Linked DNA regions of Mus musculus: all the other regions are linked to region 1. The links are chromatin contacts, called in public Hi-C and promoter capture Hi-C maps. All regions are on one chromosome and are shown on one strand. The core of a region is the stretch at or near the end of the contact, and the rest is flanking DNA. Distances in the headings are between cores, read along the strand shown.

What was found. Promoter capture Hi-C pulls out the DNA fragments that hold promoters and counts their contacts. A called contact is a pair of places that touch in the nucleus more often than the background predicts.
Region 2: a contact with region 1 is called in a Hi-C map of the N1E-115 cell line, with 6 times the contacts expected there. The contact joins the enhancer-like site here to the promoter of 1600023N17Rik in region 1. A contact is called at or near these places in 3 of 39 promoter capture datasets (cranial neural crest, hippocampal neurons and liver), 1 of 484 Hi-C or Micro-C datasets (the N1E-115 cell line) and 1 of 115 datasets of contacts at active chromatin or transcription factors (astrocytes).
Region 3: a promoter capture Hi-C map of second pharyngeal arch cranial neural crest shows a contact between it and region 1. The contact joins the promoter of Cc2d2a here to the promoter of 1600023N17Rik in region 1. A contact is called at or near these places in 5 of 39 promoter capture datasets (the 3T3-L1 cell line, cranial neural crest, liver and 2 more), 6 of 484 Hi-C or Micro-C datasets (LSK cells, cortical neurons, muscle stem cells and 2 more) and 1 of 115 datasets of contacts at active chromatin or transcription factors (astrocytes).
Region 4: a contact with region 1 is called in a promoter capture Hi-C map of pre-B cells, with 5 times the contacts expected there. The contact joins the promoter of Cpeb2 here to the promoter of 1600023N17Rik in region 1. A contact is called at or near these places in 2 of 39 promoter capture datasets (liver and pre-B cells), 6 of 484 Hi-C or Micro-C datasets (B cells, CD4 T cells, CD8 T cells and 3 more) and 1 of 115 datasets of contacts at active chromatin or transcription factors (astrocytes).

The regions. Positions count from the first base shown.
Region 1 is chr5:45,668,257-45,672,830 of GRCm38.p6, reverse strand. 1600023N17Rik (RIKEN cDNA 1600023N17 gene) reads left to right here and starts at 3,123. Exons shown (of 1, transcript NR_073433.1): 1 at 3,123-4,130. It overlaps Ncapg (non-SMC condensin I complex, subunit G), which reads right to left and starts at 2,906. Exons shown (of 21, transcript NM_019438.1): 1 at 2,698-2,906; 2 at 1,608-1,811; 3 at 330-558. The coding sequence starts at 2,808.
Region 2 is chr5:48,342,734-48,347,276 of GRCm38.p6, reverse strand. No RefSeq gene overlaps it. Among named protein-coding and RNA genes, the nearest start is that of Pacrgl, 27 kb to the left of the region's middle. Within about 2 kb of position 1,691, at least 19 of the 459 cell types and tissues checked have an H3K27ac peak or open chromatin away from gene starts, as enhancers often do. A contact at or near this core is called in the N1E-115 cell line and hippocampal neurons, where this site is marked.
Region 3 is chr5:43,660,896-43,665,843 of GRCm38.p6, reverse strand. Cc2d2a (coiled-coil and C2 domain containing 2A) reads right to left here and starts at 3,465. Exons shown (of 38, transcript NM_001359906.1): 1 at 3,285-3,465.
Region 4 is chr5:43,230,782-43,235,366 of GRCm38.p6, reverse strand. It overlaps Cpeb2 (cytoplasmic polyadenylation element binding protein 2), which reads right to left and starts at 2,114. Exons shown (of 12, transcript NM_001368806.1): 1 at 279-2,114. The coding sequence starts at 1,904. Gm7854 (predicted gene 7854) reads left to right here and starts at 13. Exons shown (of 8, transcript NR_028417.2): 1 at 13-415.

The DNA.
Region 1 (4,574 bases), core at 1,874-4,373:
CGTATCTATTGGTAGAGTACTTGCTGCAAACACATAAGACCTGATGTTCTGATGCCCAGTATTCTCATGGAAACCAGCCACAGAGGCATGCACATATGATCTTAGTACTGGGAATAAGAACCTGGAGACTCCTGGGGCTTACTGGGTAGCAGTCTGAGTAGATGAGCAGAGATGCTATCTCAAAAAACAATTAAGAACATCAGATTATAACCTCTGTCTGCACACAAATGTAACACCTATACACTCATGTATACAAATGCATAAAATCTAAATACTGAAAAAGTAACAAAGTCAACATTCTGAAACAAGATTTAGAAAACCATACATACCATCAACTACTGGGCAATCATCGTCCTTGGGATCTTGGAGTCGAGAAAGAGCCAAAACTGCTTGTATTCTTACATTTGGAATCTTATCTTTCAATCTAATTAGCATGGCTTCATTAATCTTATCAAATAAGTCATCATCAATTTGGGCATTTTCTGGCATATTCCCAAGTAGTTTATTAGTGAGCTGGCACACTCTAAATCTGACTGCACTGCTGTTTGCTTCATGAGACTACACAGAAAAAAATCAAAAGTTACTCCAAGTCACATTCCACTCTTAAACAGCCAGGACCATTTTAACTTTATGTTCAAAATTAAAAGTTGGCAATATACCCAGGTAGATAGTGTAGGCCTACAGTACCACAGTGAAAAACAACAAGTTCAAGGCCTGTTCGGGCTATGTCTTAGTCAGGGATTCTATTCCTGGACAAAACATCATGACCAAGAAGCAGGTTGGGGAGGAAAGGGTTTATTCGGCTTACACTTCCACATTGCTGTTCATCACCAAGGAAGTCAGGACTGGAACTCAAGCAGGTCAGGAAGCAGGAACTGATGCAGAGGCCATGGAGGGATGTTCTTTACTGGCTTGCCTCCCCTGGCTTGCTCAGCCTGCTCTCTTTAGAACCAAGACTACCAGCCCAAAGATGGTCCCACCCACAAGGGGCCTTTCCCCCTTGATCACTAATTGAGAAAATGCCTTACAGCTGGATCTCATGGAGGCATTTTCTCAACTGAAGCTCCTTTCTCTGTGATAACTCCAGCTGTGTCAAGTTGACACAAACTAGCCAGTACAGGCTACAAAGTAAGCTCAAGGACAATATGGGCAACTTTAAAAAATCTTCTCAAAACAAAGTAAAAAGATAGGAAGATCAGTATACCAACATGTGTAAAGTTAGGTTTAATCCCTAGTACTATGGAAAAAAATAAAAATAAGACAATAGCAACTCCTTACTTGCAGAGACGTTATATTGTATGTGCATACGAGGCAGATGTTATACTCTCAAATAGGCTGAAAAACTATTTGCTGTCACAAAATAAGCCTATCCCTCTCTATAGAATTTCTTTAACTTAATCGCAGAGAGAGGACATTTACACCAAAAGTGAGAATTTAAAGTTAAATTTTTAATGCTGGAGTTATCCTTTTATCTTAATGACAGTTGAGGTTTCCAGAAAAGACTTATCTTATTCACATACATTTTCTCTATCACTGATATTTTACTGTGGAAAATAACAAACATAGCTAAATATATTACTTCCCCAAAGTAGTAGCTTTTACAGTACCTGTAAGAGAAAAGTAAACAAATAATTTAAAATGCCACCATCGTTCTCTTCCTCCTCTTCTTCCTCATCAGACTGGTGAAATGAAGTAACAAACTTGGCTGTGAAGTCCATGACCCTCTCCACGGCAGGTTCACGCTTATATACCACCATAGCATACTTAAGGTAATGAATAAACTCCTCCTGAAAAGCTGTTTTATCATCCATCTGAAAGAGAGAAGAAACGCCTCCAGAAGCTGCATTAATAAAAATTCTTTATTCCCAACACTGCCATAATACTGCTGAAAGTGTTACCCTTAGGTTAAACTCTAAGGTTTCTTAATAAACTATCAATTATCCAAATCAAGGAAGGGAAAATATATCCGCACAAACTTCTCTTCAGTATATAATTTGTACCTCTGAGAAAACACAAAGCATAAATCTGAACAGTGCAAAATTATCTCATTTTTCTCTCAACGCCTTTGGATTATCGGTATTTTTCTTACCGGATTAATGCAAAACAAGCTTCGCCATAAATGACTCAAAATCAACAGCTTTGTGTTTATTTTACTTAGGCCTTCCTAGCATCCGTCAATTTCCTTCTGTCATAACTTACACATTTTGCTCCCTACCCTTGATCACTTTTATATGTCCTTAACTTTCCGTGAACTCCAAAACAATGTATCTTCCTCACATTCGCTGTCCAGTAATTCCCCGCCGCTACACTCGACACACAATTGCCATGTACGGGAAAGACTGGGTGCTTATGGTTTCCCTAGCTGGTGAAATGAAGGTGGTTTTAAAGCTTAGGAGTTGGTTGAAACAACTTCATCGATTGCCTGAGATGAACCAGAGACCTCCAAGGAAATAAAGGCGTCTGAGATTCCCTGCGCAGATCAACAAGTCACTGAGGAACTGAGGATAACGGATAACTCCCCGCATCCCCTGGCGGGATGAGGATGGAGAAGACGGGTGACTGCGTGTGGCCGACGCCGGGCGTTCTGCTCACTGGCTGTGGCCGGGAGACCTCGGGCGAGCCTCGGATCCCATCCCTCCGTCGCGGGGCGCGCAAGGGCAGAAGGCGAAGCCCGGAAGCCGAAGCCAGGCCGCTTACCGCGCCGTACGTGCGGCTCAGCGCCACCACCAGCTTCGCCTGGTTCTGGTGCGGCTGCTGCGCCAGCTGAAACGCCTCCTTCACAGAAAGCCGCTTCTTCTGCGCTGCCATGGCGCCGGGACGGGAACTGCCCGAGAGAGACTGTGGTTCGCGATCCGAGGAGGACTCAGTTTCCCGCGGCTTCCGACACCCTAGCCCTGCAAGGCTCCGAGTGACGGGTTAGCGCCAGAGTTTTCAAACAACTATCGCGGGAGGATGAGATCTCGCGAGACTTCCGCCGGAGGGAGGGTCGGAGAGCGGAGACCTGAGGGTCCCGGAGCTGACTCCACCCTCCGCTCCGCCCCGCTGCTGGGACGCCTGGGGTGTGGCCTGCCGCTCTCCCAATAGGAAAAGGTGTTTGTATGGGAGGCATGGGCGGGGCCGGAAGTAGTGCTGTGGAGGAGCGCGCCTGAAGTGGGCGTTCAGCTTTCTGAATTAAACTGGTGGCCTTCGGTGCCTTGCGGGATCTTGTGGTTGGGAGTGAAGGGAGAAAGCGGAGGACTGCCGCAGCGACTGGCTGAGAACGGGTAAATCCCGAGCGAAGGAGTCGTTTGGGAGATGTCGTACGGAGCCCGCCCGGGGCTTGGGGATGTCAAACTTTCCGAGGGCGTCCTGGACGAGGGCCTCCGCAGTCCTTCGGACCCCGTGGGTCCGGGCGGGAACTGCCCGTCCGCGATGAGACAGTCTGGGGGACTGGGAAGAGAAAGGCAGGGTCAGTTTAGGCTGCAGCCGCTTGGAGATGCTCCAGCGTGACGGATGTGCTTGACAAATCTGCCTAACAACTCTGCTAAGCAGAGGAGAACGCAGACAGTATAAAAGGAATTTGGGGGTCTTGACTAAGATCGCGTGCTGGATATATAAAATTATTTCTAAATGCCTCACCTGGGACATAGGACATACCACTCCAAAACCGGGAAACTTACTTGGTGTGTTGCTTGATGACTTGGGAAACATAAATGCAGCCACCTATTCCGTCTGTACTGGAAATCTACATTGGTGACACGTATCAGGAAGAGGGCTGCCTCCAGACTATGTTGTTCTGTAGGTACTCTGGGAATCCCTAGAGGACCTGGGGAGATAATGATTCATGGGTAAAGTGCTTGCTGAACACACATGAGGATCTGAAGTCACATGTGATATTTCACATACAAACACCAGATGTTAACATTTGTATGTAGTCCTAGCACTTGAGGGTGCTGAGAGCCAGACAGTGGATCTTAGGCTCATTGATCTGCCAAAGTAGCAAGCTTCAGGGTGGCTGAGAGCCTTTCTCAAACAGTAAGGTCTAAAGTAATCAGTGAAAACACTCAATGTCTGTCTCTGACCTAAACATGCATGTACCACACATACAAGATAAATAAAACTTTAAATAAATGATAATAAGATGAGAACCAATATGTGTGTGTGTGTCATTTGTTTTTTATGTAAACAGACAAACTAAAACTTAGAACATATTAATATTTTGTGACAATCTGTGACCTTTCATTTTAGGTGCTTGCTGCCTTTATTGTTTTGTTGATTAAAAAAAAAATGTCTCATGAGTATTTTATCTAGTTATTTCAGTATCAGTGAAATATAAGGAATCTGACCACCAGAGGTCAGTATGACTATGTTTTGATTAGAGTTGTGGATTTTAGTAACGAATGTTGTATGGATTTGGTATGCTTTGGACATCGTAATCGTGGAACTTTTCCAATATGCTACATTAAATTCATACAGCATAATCTCATTGTAAAGCTTACATAGTTCTTGACTCTTACTTTTATTCTGTGAGAAAGAACAAATACATATAGGAATAAATTTGTGTCTTTGATAAGCTTAAGAAAATAACAAAAACT
Region 2 (4,543 bases), core at 442-2,941, 2.7 Mb before region 1:
CACTGGCTCAAAGTCATTGAACTTCCTGCATTCAGATGTTTGGTCAAGCATTATTCTGGATGTTTCTATGAGGACGTTTCAGCGAAGTTTACAATCAATAGGTACAGGAAAGAAATGTAGACCTTCTTATTGTGGGTGGGACTTGCACAATTAGCTGAAGTGCTTAAAGGAAGAGAGAAATGAGTTTCCACAGAGCAATAAGAACTTCTGAAGCTGAGAGTCACACTCTGAATGCAGAGACATATTCTGCATTGTTAGTTCTTCCTTGGGCTCTCTCTCTCTCTCCCCCCTGTCTCTCTCTGTCTCTCTCTCTCTTCTGTCTTTATCTCTGTCTTTCTGTCTCTGTCTTTCTGTCTCTGTCTTTCTGTCTCTGTCACTGTCTCTCTCTCTCTGTCTTGTCTCTCTGTCTCTGTCTCTCTGTCTGTCCCCTTCTTTCCCTCTCATTTAACTCCCCTTCCCTCTATCCCTTCCTCCCTTTTTACTGTTTCTGAGACAAGAGACTTAACTACATTGCCTAGGTTAACCTTGATGACCTAGGCTCAAGAGATCCTTATGCCTTAACTTCCTAAGTAGATGAAACACAACTGTGAAACACACACATCACAAATACCCATGGTGGGGCCTGTGGCAGGCAGCACCAATGTCCTATGAAAAAGTTCTTCCGTGATTCTATCCTCCACCATTCTTTTACAGTTTTTAAGTAATTAAGAATATTTTATTTGCATTGATGGGTACTTTTCCTGCATAAGTGAGGGTGTCTGATCCCCCAAAACTAGAGTTGCAGACAGTTGTGAGCTGTCATGTGGGTGCTGCAATTTGAACCTGGGTCCTCCGGAAGAACAGCCAGAGCTCTTAACCACTGAACCATTTCCCCACTCACCACCCCACAATCCACTTTTAATGCCAGACTATCTGCAACATTAATTCCTACTTGGAGGCAGGAACAGACTTTAATCTTTGACCCTTATGAGAATCTAAAGAGCCCAGTGCTAGGTATAAGTTAAGCCATTTAAAGAAGACAGAATGAAGGAAAATGATGAAGTTTGCTCCATCAGTGTTATGCATACATTTGCTACCTACAGTGAATAAAGTTAGTTACAACCTTATTGTCTTCACTAAAATGATAGCCCAGCACTTTGTAAAGAAAGCAATTCTTGTTTTTATCCCTTTGTTCTATGTGGATTTCACTTGACATGATTGAGACATGACTGAATAGGACACTTGAAATAAATTTAATTATAATTGATTTACTCACATTTTATTATTTTGTTTGAGATTTTTTTCAAGAATTAAGACTTCAAAACTGGGTAGATAAAACACACAGAGACTTGTATTTCTCCTTTTGGTCAAAAAGGAAAGGGATGATTCAAACCCTTAGTCAAATTTTCTAATGGCCACTAGATGGCACTAAATAACTAGTTCTCATACTTCTGCCTGCAGCATTCCTGCTTTAACTGGTTTCCATTGTCAGCTGGCAAATTGCAGAAAAGAAAAATATAAAAGCTATTTGCTGGAGATTTTGAACAAGATAGAGGTTTCATTAGCGGGGAACAGAACACATTTTGTAATTCAATTGCTAGCAAAATGATCGTCTTTATTGTTATATATTTGTACAGTTTAAAAGCAGGAAATAGGATCAGCACAGAAACACATAGGAAAATGTGGTAAGGCTAAATGCAGTAGGCACTAGCTGGGAATGTTTATCTTGACCAAAGAGGGAGGGCAGGCAAATGAGTAGGAGATAAAATGTCTGCTGAGACATTTTGAAAGATACTTTTAACCTCATATAATAGACTGCTTGTTCTTATATCATACCTGGGCTCAAGAATACCAGTAGGGCTTAGATTCCAGGAAAAGTGCTTTCTGCTTTAGATTTTTTTCTTTCTTTTTTTTAATTGAAGTTAAAGAGAGCGTGTTCCACTAAGAACGTTTGTTTGAAGACCCAGCAGTTGAATTTGATCACTAGTTGGCACTGTGGGCTACATTAAATATTAGATTCTTGAACACTCAGTTTCTGTTTGTCATAGTCTTTCAGTGTTGCAAGTTAGAGCAATACGGGCAATCACTTGATCTATGAATAGCAGCATGCTATTGTTTTTTAAAGTTTAGAGGCAGAATTCTGACATCAAAACACATCAGGTAGAATCTTGGGTCAGCAGACAAGAATATAAACTGGTCCAAAGAATCAGTGTAGGCCTTATCTTCTAAAGCCCTACAGAGAGGAGTGTTAAAGCCCACAAGTACTGAGCAACGTGTTCTTAGGCATTGAAAACTTGTTCAAACAAAGGAAGGATTTGTTAGTATTGAATCAAGTATTTTTCCAAAGTGAAAAGTGCTAACTAGTGATTCAAATTTAAGAGCATAAAAAAATAAGATTCATCTATGCTTTTGTAGATAAGTTACAAAAATCATTAACAATCAGAGTGAGTGAGCATAATGGCCTGGTCCAGTCAGTCCCTATTGGGTCACTTGAAGCCTCCCTGCGCTCTGATAATCCAGGGAGTTCACGTTCAGGCTTTAGGAGACGCCAGTGTTTCAGAGCATTTTGAGCAATAGAATCTTCAGTTCACAACTTTCACCTATCCAGGGGATTTGACCTAGAGCCTCAGAGAGCTCAACACAGACCACAGGAGCTACCCACTCCAGGATTTGTTCTTCTTTTTAAGTCAATACCTCCCAGTCTTCTTTGCCTTTGCAGTGATGGCCCGCTATCCCCTCCGGGAGATAACTCTGGAGGGAAATAAGCGAGCAGCGTGAGGTTTAGTGTGATGGCTGCCACTCTTCAGGACCATTCTCCCTCCAGGTAGTAATGAGGAAAGAGTTTTACAGGACATTTAGCGATGGCACCTGGGGAGTCTGAAAGGGTTAATTTCTCTCTTTAGACAGTTCTTCTCTTCTCGGAGCCACTTCTAGGAGGAAATCTCTTTTCTTCAGGAAAAGATGAAGCTGAGGGCTGTAGCCAGGAGGTGAGGGAAAGGTGCACGGCTAAAGCTGTTAAAAGCCAGACAAAAAAAATAAGATTCCAAAGCCCTCAATAAATCAAAGGTAAAGCCTTTTAAACATAGTGATATGTGGCAGATGGCACATAGAAGAATCAATATTCTGAGTTCTTTAGGGAGAGAACTTAATTCATTCAATGCTCGTGTAGCATCTGATACAGAGATTTGTACATAGTTAGCATCTACAAAATATTTGTTGAACTGTAGTGAGTTGGGCACAAACATACACACACACACATCTATACACCCAGGAAATCAGATACACACATATTGAGACAGTTGCTCACGCTCCCATTTAGTCAGATGACAGCTATCCTTGCTTAATTTCCAGGCCCGTTTTGTTCATCTCTCATCTCAAGGGTTTAACCTTGAGTTTGGATTAAATAAGTGAATAATGATACTTAAGGTTAAGTATTTTTGACGGTGTAAGGAAAATGACAGGCTACTTCCGCTTCAAAGGACCTTTCTGTAGGGTGAACAACTCTTTCCAAGTGGCCATTCTCAGAACAGCCTGACCAAGATATCCCCTGAAGTTGAGAACTTCATGAACTCATGAAGAGCGCCAGCTTTTGTGTGCTTGATTTAAAACACCTGATACAACTGTCTCCTGAGAGGCTCTGCCAGATCCTGACCAATATAGAAGCAGATGCTCTCAGCCAACCACTGGACTGAGCATAGGGGCACCAGTGGAGGAGTTAGGGGAAGGACTTAAGGAGCTGAAGGGGCCTAATCTGGCATCAATGGGAGGGGAGACCCTTGGTCTTGTGAAAGCTTGTTGCCCCAGTATAGAGGAATGCTAAGGAGGGGAGGTAGGAGTGGGTAGGTGGGTGGGGGAGAATCCTCATAGAAGCAGGGTAAGGGGGTGGGGGGGAGTAGGGGGTTTGAAGAGGGAAAACCAGGAAAGGGGATAATATTTGAAATGCAAACAAACAAAATATCCAATTAAAAAAAAACAACTCAGTTTGTCAGTTTGAATTCTTCCTTCACCAAAGTGCTTCGTGACATCCCTGTGCTCTGGCTGTTTTTTTTTCATTGGCCTTCATACATTGTTTGACCTGATGCTGCCTGGGAGAGGCATTTATGCTTGCTTCCTCGGCAAATCGTCATCTCTTGAAATGCTCCATGATATTCTCGTGAGTGGAAGGGCTAGTGGCTGTTTAAAATAAGCAAGTTCACTAAGTAACTTCGAGTATCACTGTGATTTCTCTCCTGCGGTCAAGTACTCGAATCCAGCCCCTTCCCCGAAACTCCTTACCTCAATAGAGTAAGGTCTACGTTTACCTTAGTGGATCTTAACTCTCCTCTTCCCAATGGAAGTTGGCAGTTCCTGAACCTTTGTCTTTATTATGACTGAAAGTTTACGTTACCCCTTGTGTTCATGGAACAGAGGACAGGGATACTGCTAAGCATCCAGCAACTTGTGGTGTCTTCCCACTTGCCCAGTAAAGAATTTTTTGATCTAACACAAAATTCTTAATTCTGTTGCTCTTGAAAATTCCTAGTTTAGAAGCCTAACCTATTTAGGAACAAACTATTCCTCAGAT
Region 3 (4,948 bases), core at 2,216-4,715, 2.0 Mb after region 1:
CTTCATCCAGACCCTTCCAAACACTCAAGCAGGAGAGGAGAGAGGCTGAAAGCCAACCCAGAGGCAAAGAGGTGTGCACGGGAATGGGAGGGGCCAGGAAACGTACACAGAGATGCCTACGGACATCAATGGCTCTGACCAACACTTCTGGTTCTTAGAAATTGGAAAGAAAGGATGCAAAGTATTTTAGTCAGTGGAAAACAACCTCTCCACAAATTAAAAACAAGTCGTACATGGAATTAAAAACTCGAGGAGGAAAATGACAGATGTAATGGACTTGTTTCCTCTCTCCCCATTCTTTCCCCATCATTACCTTCCAATGAGTTTTGAGAGAAATCAAATGACACCAAAATTGATCTCTCCTCTGAGCACTGCTGGCTCCAAAAAGATGAATAAACACCGCTCGCTCAGCTTTAATAAGCCCCTGTCGTCAGTGTTGGCCATGGCCACTTGTTAATACATTCTTTGACAGTGTCAAAATAAAAGCCCTGGGTGTGTGGAGCTGGAGCTTGGCAGTCTCCCTGTGCACTCGCTCTGCTCACCCTGATACACCAGCTCTCAGTAGGATGAGTGTCAATTTAGACCCAAGCAAACCAAGATTTCCGAAATCATGTGAGGCCACAGGTTTGAAATCTCCCTCTCAGAGTCTGACCTTTGTGCTTTGTGGTTCCAAAGTTCTCTCTCCATGGCCCCACTTTAATTTTGTTAAAACAAGATTACCATCACTAGTCTATACTGTCCTTGCTGTGAAAATACAATGGAAAACCACAAACACTATAGCAATGTCCTAATTATATAGGTGACACAAGGCCAATAATCTATTTTACACAGGGCAGATAACCAACTAATTTTAAAGGAAAGTATCTACACTGTTTTCTGACCACATGAACTGTCTCTAAAGTCAGCCATTAAGAGTCATATCCAAGAATCCAGGGATGAACCTCCAAGATACAGAGAAGGACTGAGAGGAAATGGCTATACTATATAAAGTACTTCTTAATTGAGACTGCTCCGAAAGGATGGTGTATTAATTATACAAAGAAATTATGGCTTTAAAGAGTGAGGTCTTTGGGAAAAAAAACATAGTCCTAGGTTCAAAATCCCCATTTTCTCACCAGTGTGTGATCTTGAAACAACACAGCCAATTCTATAAATTCATAATCAAATGTCCCACCTTAGGTGATCATCATTTCTTATGGGTAACCCATTCTTATGATGGACTCTGTACTGAAATGATTGTAATAAAGTGACTGTCACAGACCAGGCTCTCTGTGTTGGTAGGGTTTATGGTTTTATTATTATGGATGTTGCCAGAGTTTGGGTTAGAACAGTTGGCAACTCTAACAAGATAGGTTTGGCCACCAGTGCCCCAGTAGGGCAATGAAAGAGAAAAATAATGGACAAATCAGAGACAACATGATGACTTTGGGAAGTGGAACAGAGGTGCCCAGTAATGTCACAGTCAGTCTTCCAGGGTCCTGATATGAAATTTGGGTCTGAATAAAAGGTACCAGGAGGGATACATAGCTAAGCAATTTTGGTCAGTGTGGTCCTTTCCATCACTGACATGGCATTGTCTCTGTCCCTGTACCTTCTGCAAGGTGATTGACAAGCTGTCAGAACTGTCTTTTGGAGACAAGTCCTCCCTTGTGCTGGTACGAGCAGCCCATCTTTTCCTTCTCCCAGCGCTCAATACTGAGAAAATACAGCTCTGAGAGTCCATTGTTTTAATGGCTTAGAGTCCATTGTTTTAATGGTCCGATAGCTGAAGGAGATACACAAATGTGTCTTTAGAGTATCTTTTTACCAACCAGGATGGTCAGATGAAGAGGTCATGGTTGCGAGGGGAGGTGGGAGGAAGGGATGGAGAGGGGAAACAGAGGTTCAGAGATGGAAGAGAACCATAAGAAAACCTTAGGGTGTTGAGTGCTATCCCTTTACTCTCTTTAGTTTTTGTCACCCATCCCTGACAGCCATACACAAGTCTCTTCTCCCCTTCCTCCAGCCAGGACCAGGACACTTGTTTTCCCTCGTCTGTTTAAAATGTTGCTGGAACCTCCTCCCCTCCACGCATGCTCACTTTCTCTCTTCAGAGACGAGGCTTTTCCTTTCGAGTGGGAGGGCCCGCTCAAAGTTGTGAACTCTCAGGAGCCATCCTGTGCCTTTTTAATGATTAATTATGTAGCAGCAAGTTACTCTAGCCCCAGCTTCTAGGGTACCAGGTGAGTGACACAGCTGTGTGTGGTCATTTAATCAGATGGACGGGACACCTTTCACTTGATGAGGCCAGGTCAGCACCCAGGCTCTGCTCATGGGATTGCTCAGCTGCACAGGGGGTGCTGGAAGCACCTCTATGGCAGGAGTCCCGCTGTGGGCCAAGCTCTTTAGACCTTTTTACAAGTCTGTTTTGTCACTGATCTCATTATCTGTTTCTACATCTGCTTCCCCAGCAAAGTCTCACCACTGGACCTGGTCTAAGTTGGTTTTGTACACTGTAAACTTGAGTTCTTCATCTGCTGCATCATTGATGCTCACTAAAAACTTGAATAAATGACTCTGTAAGTGAACTCTAGGCCAACTATCTATATACAGATTGATCTATGTTTATATATGTGCATATCTCTCTATCTCTATGTATACATATATGCACATATTTTCTCTATCCATATACAGTTCCCCTCTATACAAAGCATGCTGTCGTTACACTTATTTGCAGAAATGTTATATAAAATGCAATAGCAGACATGTATTTCTCATTAGATTTTATTAGCATTTCATAGCACCTAGCATTTCATAGCACCTAAAATGAAAACAGCTGAGCTGATGGCCAGTAGACTTCTGAAAGCTTGGCAGACCTCAGCCCTGCGGTTCAGAGCTCTTTGTCCAATAACAAGAAAAGTGGAGCTCGCCACACGGAGAGTACTCCCTCCGGCCCGCCCTCCCCTTCCCCGGAGCAGTTTAAACTAAAGGCCCGAAAGCAACACGCAGCTAGTGCTTAGCAGCACACTGACCAGAGAGGCTCTCTGTGAACCGGTTTGCTTTTCCCCTGCAAGCCAGACAGCAGCTGAAATCAGAGCTGTCCCTGCAGTGCCCCCACTTTGCATTGAGAGAGTGAAACTGCAAGCAAGATGAAGGGTCTCTAATGTTAGCAAGATGAGAGTCCCTAACGTTACAAAGCATTCATTCCACTCTCACTGCACCAGGGAGGGGCTGGTTTCTCTGCCGGAACGGAAAGGAGAGGAAAGCAGGACACTGCAGCCTGTCTCTGTTAAAGACTGATTTACCTTCGTCCACTCTACAAAACGAAGTTTGCAGATTCCACTTGCTGGGCTGAAGGGATGAGATGAGAGACCAGTTGTGTCAAGCCAGAGAACCTTTTAGAAATGAGCGAAAGGGTGGGCTGGGGTAAGAGAGGTTACTCCCTGGGAAGCTGCAGCCATATCTCAGGGTTTAAAAAAAAACACCAGCTTAGCAACCAGTTCCCAGGGAAGGTCACTAGGCGGCCGCTTTTTTTTTTTAAAGTGGCAGTTTACTTTTAAGACTTGGAATATGAGCTTGCTGGGCAAGCAGTGGAAAAATAACGTGCTGAAGAGAGACAAAGGGAAAGCAACTGGGCAGCCTAGCAGAGAGGACTCAGGCTCTCAGCAGGGTGTCCTGCCTTATGTCTCTGGGTTGCATGGCCTGTTGGGTCAAGGACAGAAGGTGTTGATAAGTAGAGTGGTTTAGAATCAGGAGGGGCCATGTTGTGTGGAGCTGCCTAGTAAGCAGTAGCAAAGACTATGTGGCCGGGCATCAGAGCTATCAGAGCTCCAGCGTGTGTTGCATTAGGGATGTTGGCTGGCTGTGCACAGAAGCTGGACCGCACACGCCTAACCTCTGTTTCTTCAACTCTTCACTACAAATGACCCAGCGGCCCAGCAGGGATACAGACAAGATGGCTCAAAAAAAAAAAAAAAAAAAAAAAAAAAGGCAAGAAACCAGGAGAAAAGGCCAAGTAGTGAGAACAGTAGTAAGCAGACTCAGACTCTACAGGCCAAAGACAACCACAGATCAAGGAACTCCACAGACCGCGGCCTCCTAACCCCAAGTGTTGTTCCTCAGAAGCCTGCCATTTTGTTTCTTAGACAAGACCTCTGACTGGAAGCTGGCATTTGGTGATTAGGCTAGGCTGCCTGCCTAACTCCAGATCCCTGCTTGTCTTAGCTTGTCTGGTGCTGATAGAACAAACGTGGGCCACCATGCTGAGTGTTAGCCACCTTCAAAGCCAGGTCCTCATGCTTGTGTGATGAAAAGCCCTTTACTAATAGAACTATCTCCCAGCCCCTATTTTCTGTATCCCTAAAGCTCTGGCATTCACTGCATGGGTCTTAGATAGATCTCTGAAGCTAACTAATTCCTAGAGACAATAAATGACTCCAAGGAAATGCATATATTCTCTTTGATACGTACTAACTGACCCCAAGCTGGCATCTCCATCTACTGCAATCACCAAGAAGTACCCCTCTGCTCTAAGTCACTCTGGAGGCAGGTGCTTAGGGAGCATGTCTATGATCCAGAATATTCTGAAACAAGTCAAATTATTTAATTCTAAACCCACCAGCACACTTACCATGCCACAACCTTCCTTCCAGGGAAAACCCCAGTAAAGGGTCTCTTTTGGAGCCTGATGTTTGGAGAATGCTGTTTTTGGAGACTGCTGCTGATTGTGTTTGGTTGATTGGTCTGTCTTTGTATCCCCAGTGCTGGGAATATAGATGCCTGTAGCCACTTGGCTTTTTATGTGGGTGCTGGAGACCTGAGCTCAGTATTTATTCTGGGCCAGTATCTTATTGATTGAGTCATTTTTTTCCCAGCCCAAGAAACAAATTTATATCCATTGTGATATTCTGTTATAGAATTATAAGACATTTCCTGCTTTGAAGGATCTGTGTGAATAACCTTTCTACAA
Region 4 (4,585 bases), core at 865-3,364, 2.4 Mb after region 1:
CGCGCGCAGACTGACAGTTCCTCCCAGCTCTGACAGCCCGCGGGTGCGGCTGCAGGTGCCGCCTCGGCTTCATTAGCCCAGCTCAGGACAAACTCCAGAAGGGAACAACCCCAGTTCTGGTCCCCTCGGTCACCCCGGGGAAGGACCCAGCCCTAGCTGCTCACTCTCCGCCCGCCTTCCCGAGAGTGCTGCCCCGACCCCGGGTCCGCCGCCAAGCCGGAGCGCCCGGGGCGTTCGAGGGGGCTTGGCGGCTCCTGTTCCCACCGCGCACGCCTTACCTGGTGGTGGTTGTACGAGTTCCTCTGCTGCAGGAAGGCGGCTGCGGCAGCCTGGTGCTGCTGCTGCAGCTGCGGGCTGACGGGTGACCTCCGGCTCTGCGGCTGCTGCGGCGCCGCCGCCGGCGGCTGCTGTTGAGGTAAATTCATGGCGGGCGGCGCGGGCACCGTGGGAGCAGAGAACGGGCCGCCGAAGCCGCCGCCGCCGCCGCCACCGCCGGCCGGCACGCTGAGCCCCGCGCAGCCGTGCGGCGACACCGGCGAGAAGCTCGGGAAGAAGGCCGGGTTCATGGACGATGGCAGCCCGGGGTAGAAGCCGTTCTCCGAGTCCGGGCTGGGCGGCGGCATGGCGCTCAGAGAGCCGCCCGCGCCGCCGCCGCTGCCCGGGGTGGCAGCCGAGGAGCCCGGGGGCTGTGGTTGCGGCGGCTGCTGGGGCGGCTGCGGCTGCTGGGGTGGCTGCTGCTGGGTCGCCGGCGGAGGCTGGGGCGGCGGCGGCGACGCGGTCTGCACCGACCAGGGGGTGCCGAAGCCGGGCAGCGGTGGGGGAGACGCGGAGCCGCCTCCCCCTCCGGGGGGTCCCCCGCCCCCGCCGCCGCCGGGGTGCGGCAGGTCCGGGCTCTGCAGGCTGCTGAAGGCGCTGGTGCCGAGCGCCGCGCCGGGCAGGAGGGTGCTGGGGCTGTTGAGCAGAGGGTGGTTGGGCGACTCCATGGAGCCCGGCGCGGGGTTCACCGGCGGCGTCGAGGGGGGCAAGCCCGCATTGGGGGGCTCGGCGGCGCTGCCCTCGCCCGCGGCCGGGGTCTGGCGAGGGCTTCCCGCGCCTCCGTGGCGGCGCCGCGGAGCTGCGGGCGGCGAGGGCGGGAGCTGCGGGAGCTGGGGCAGGTCGACCGGGCGCTGCCGCTGGGCGAAGTCCTGCGGCGGGAGGTGCTGCGTGTGCGGGAGGCTGAACGGCTGAGAGCGCTGGGCGAGCGGCGCCGACTGCAGGAGCGGCCCGGGCGGTGGTGGCGGCGTTGGCGGTGTTGGGCTGAAGCGGCCGGGGCAGTGGAGCGGCGGCGGCGGCGGCGGCGGCTTCGCGTCCGGAGGGTGGGGACGGTGTGGCGGGCTCAACTCTTTCCTCTTCTGGCTGCTCAGCTGCTGCTGCTGCCGCTTACTGAAGTCCTGCGGGGAGGAGGTGCGGCAGCAGCAGCAGGAGGAGGCGGAGGAGGAGGAGGGGTGGTGCAGACTCGGTTTGAAGTCCTGGGAGGGGAGGAGGTGGGTCACACCCGCGTTCGTGCCGCCGCCGGGGTGGTGGCTGGGGAGCTGCTCTGCGGCCGCCGCCCCCGAGAGCGGCCTCGTCGGCTGCTGTGTCAGCCCGAGCAGTAGCTCATCCTGCACGGCCTGGGGATGCGCCACGAGCGGGGAGGAAGAGGAAGCTGCGGCTGAGCTGGCCGCGCCGCCGCCCGAGGGGATGGCGAAGGGGGAGGCGGCCTCGGAGAAGCCGGTGACAGGCAACGGCGGCGGCGACAGCGGGCCGAAGGGCGTGGCGGGCGGCCCGGCGGCGAAGGGCCGGTAGGCGCTGCCGCCGGGCGAGGATCGTGGGCTGCCGCTGCGCAGCAGGGCAGTGTGCAGCACCCCGAACCCGAAGTCCCGCATTTATCAGGCCGGCGGCCGCGGCAGGAGACGCACCCCGTCCCCTGCCCCGCCTAGAAAGCCCCGGGAGCCGTGGCGGCGCGGCCGTGGTGGAAGGATGGGGTCAATGGGAAAGGGACACTGTGACTGAGCCGGGGCACCGACTTGGGGCCCCGCCGCCCCTCACGGAGGCCACCGCCGCCTCCCGGAACCGGCTCCGGCACCACCGCCGCTGCCTCGGCCGCCGCCGCCCTCGCCGCTTAAGAACCCCGGAACGTGCGTCAGCAGCCACCTCACAATCGCGCCGCCCCTTGTCGCGCGCCCTGGCACGCGCGAGCGCGCCGCCGCCGCCGCCGCCGGCCTCGCCCCGCCCCGCCCCTCATTAGCGTGCGTTGTGGACCCTGCGAGGCAGCGGGCGCGCGCGGCGCGTCCCTCAGTCCAGGACCTTGAATGGAGCCCAAGGGGGTGAAAAAAAAGCCGGTGGAAGTTGGGGAGACGGCTAATGGGTCTCGAGCACCGTGCGCGTGCGCACGGAGGCGAGCACGCGCGGGCGTTGCGGACGGTTCCTGGGCAACCGCCCCTCCTGTCCCCTGTCGCACGCGCCCCCTCCTCAGGCCCCGCCCTGTCCCAGCCCCTGGGGTCACGTGAAGTGCCGCTGTCCCAGACCTGCTAGCAGGACTAGGGCGCTAAGCTTGCAGGACTCTAGAAGGTCCCATGCTCTGTGGTCGGGTGCGAGCCGCGCGTGCTGTCACCCACCCTTGCCACCGCTGGAAGGCATTTTTTTTTGTTTGTTTTTTAAGAGTAAAACGCGAAACACCGGCGCCTTTTGCAGCAAACATTTCCACTTCAGCAAGGGGAACAAAGTCTGGGAGCCGACAGGGCTCTGCGTGGTTACTCGCGCAGGAGAGCTCTGAGTAGGTTCTGAGACCAGCTCCTCCTGGCCCCGCTGCTGCAAGCCCTGGGTGCGCTGTCACCACAACCCAGGGGTGCCGGACTCCTCCTCTACAAGTTCTTTCTGGCTTCCTTCCCCCGGGAGACTCTCATCGGAACATTTCCGAAGCTTTATTAATTTTCAAGGGAGAAAGATTTCTCACATCAGGGGGGAAAGGAGATTGTGACTCAGCAGCGGACTTGTTGAGGCTTGTAAAGTGGAAGGGGAAAGGCTTTCCATGTAGACAGAGGAGCGCTGGATGGGGACTTAATCCAGTGTAATTCCTCCCCACAGGAACATTTTACACAGAGAAAACCACACTTGACTGTTTAGTCCAATGATAACTGATCCACACGACATAATAAAGAATTGTATGTTCTTAGTTTTTATTTTTAAGTTTTCCTGGTGCTTAGAAAACTGAAATTACTGAATGGATTCCAGAAATACCTACTGAAATCTCAACAGTTTGCAGAAAGTTGATTCAGACTGGACTAATGATGTTGTAACTTACTAGTCTCTTAAGGAAGTTAGGTAGATGTCTTTCTGAAGCCCCTGTCAGTTGAATTTGGTTCCTCATCTTATTTCAAAAGTATGCAAGTCAAATAATCAGTAAAAAGAGAACAGCACTTCAAAAAGAAAATACTTTATAAGATCTATGTGTGATTAATAAGCTAAGTTTCCCAAAAACATATTTTATAAAATTCATTTACTTCAGAAATTAGCATGATAAGCAGAATGTTGTTTAAAAGTTAATCTCAATAGCATATTTAACAAACAAGGTAGATATTGATCTGGAAAAGTGCTTCCTTTAAATTACAATATGTAAAAGGCAGCATACATTAGAATTAAAAGTTATCAATAAGTTATCAGTGTCAGTGAGGTCCATGCCTGTGATCCAAGCATTTGGGGGGATGGGGCAGGAGAATTGCTGATGTCAACAGAAGTTTCATGCCAGTCTGTCTCAACCTTTCCCCAAATGTCCATTTCTAGCTCAAAGATTTAGATAGTATTAATATATTTTACAGGGATAAAGCATACAATAAGGAACTAAGGCCAACGAAGTCTTAAGAACAGATGTAGTTGTGTTTTTTTTTTCTTAAGTAAGAGTGTATTTGATTGGAAAAAAGTTTCAGTAAGCACCCCCTAGCTCAGTCTATGCCCAGGACAGAGAAGGGAGAGCCCTTATTGAAATTCTCCTCAATGCCCTTCTGCACCAGTGTTTGAACACAAACAAGACTGCTTAGTGCTCTAAGTGCAAGGTTTTGTTTCAAAGGACTGACAGCCCTCTTGAACTGGACAAGAGCCATCCCGTTTGTCATTATTCATGAGGTCAAACTTCATTTTCCATGCAACAGATCCTAAATCCTATCTGCCATGTCCTCTACTCACAAGTTCAACACCTCGGAGAGGGTTTTGAAGGCCCCATTTTTCACAGGAGGGGAAGTTCTTTTCTGACTTTTAAAGCTTTGGAGTTGCTGAGCTTCTCATGTGTGAAAATGTCCAGAGAGAAAGGTTTCCTGTAACGTGTAGGTGGGTGCTGGTACTGGAAGTGAAGGGCTTGTAGCCTTACAATAGGTTCCAAACTCAGATTTTAGGAGTCTATATTATGGTCTTGTTTTCATCTGAAAATATGTTTACTCTATGACCATTAATTAAAGGGTTGATTCAGGCTAGACTAAGATTAGATGTTATAAGCACCATCTTCTTAGATATGTAGATAACTCCTTGTTCTCTGTTAGCTAAATATGATTTGTACTTCTTGGTATCTCAGATG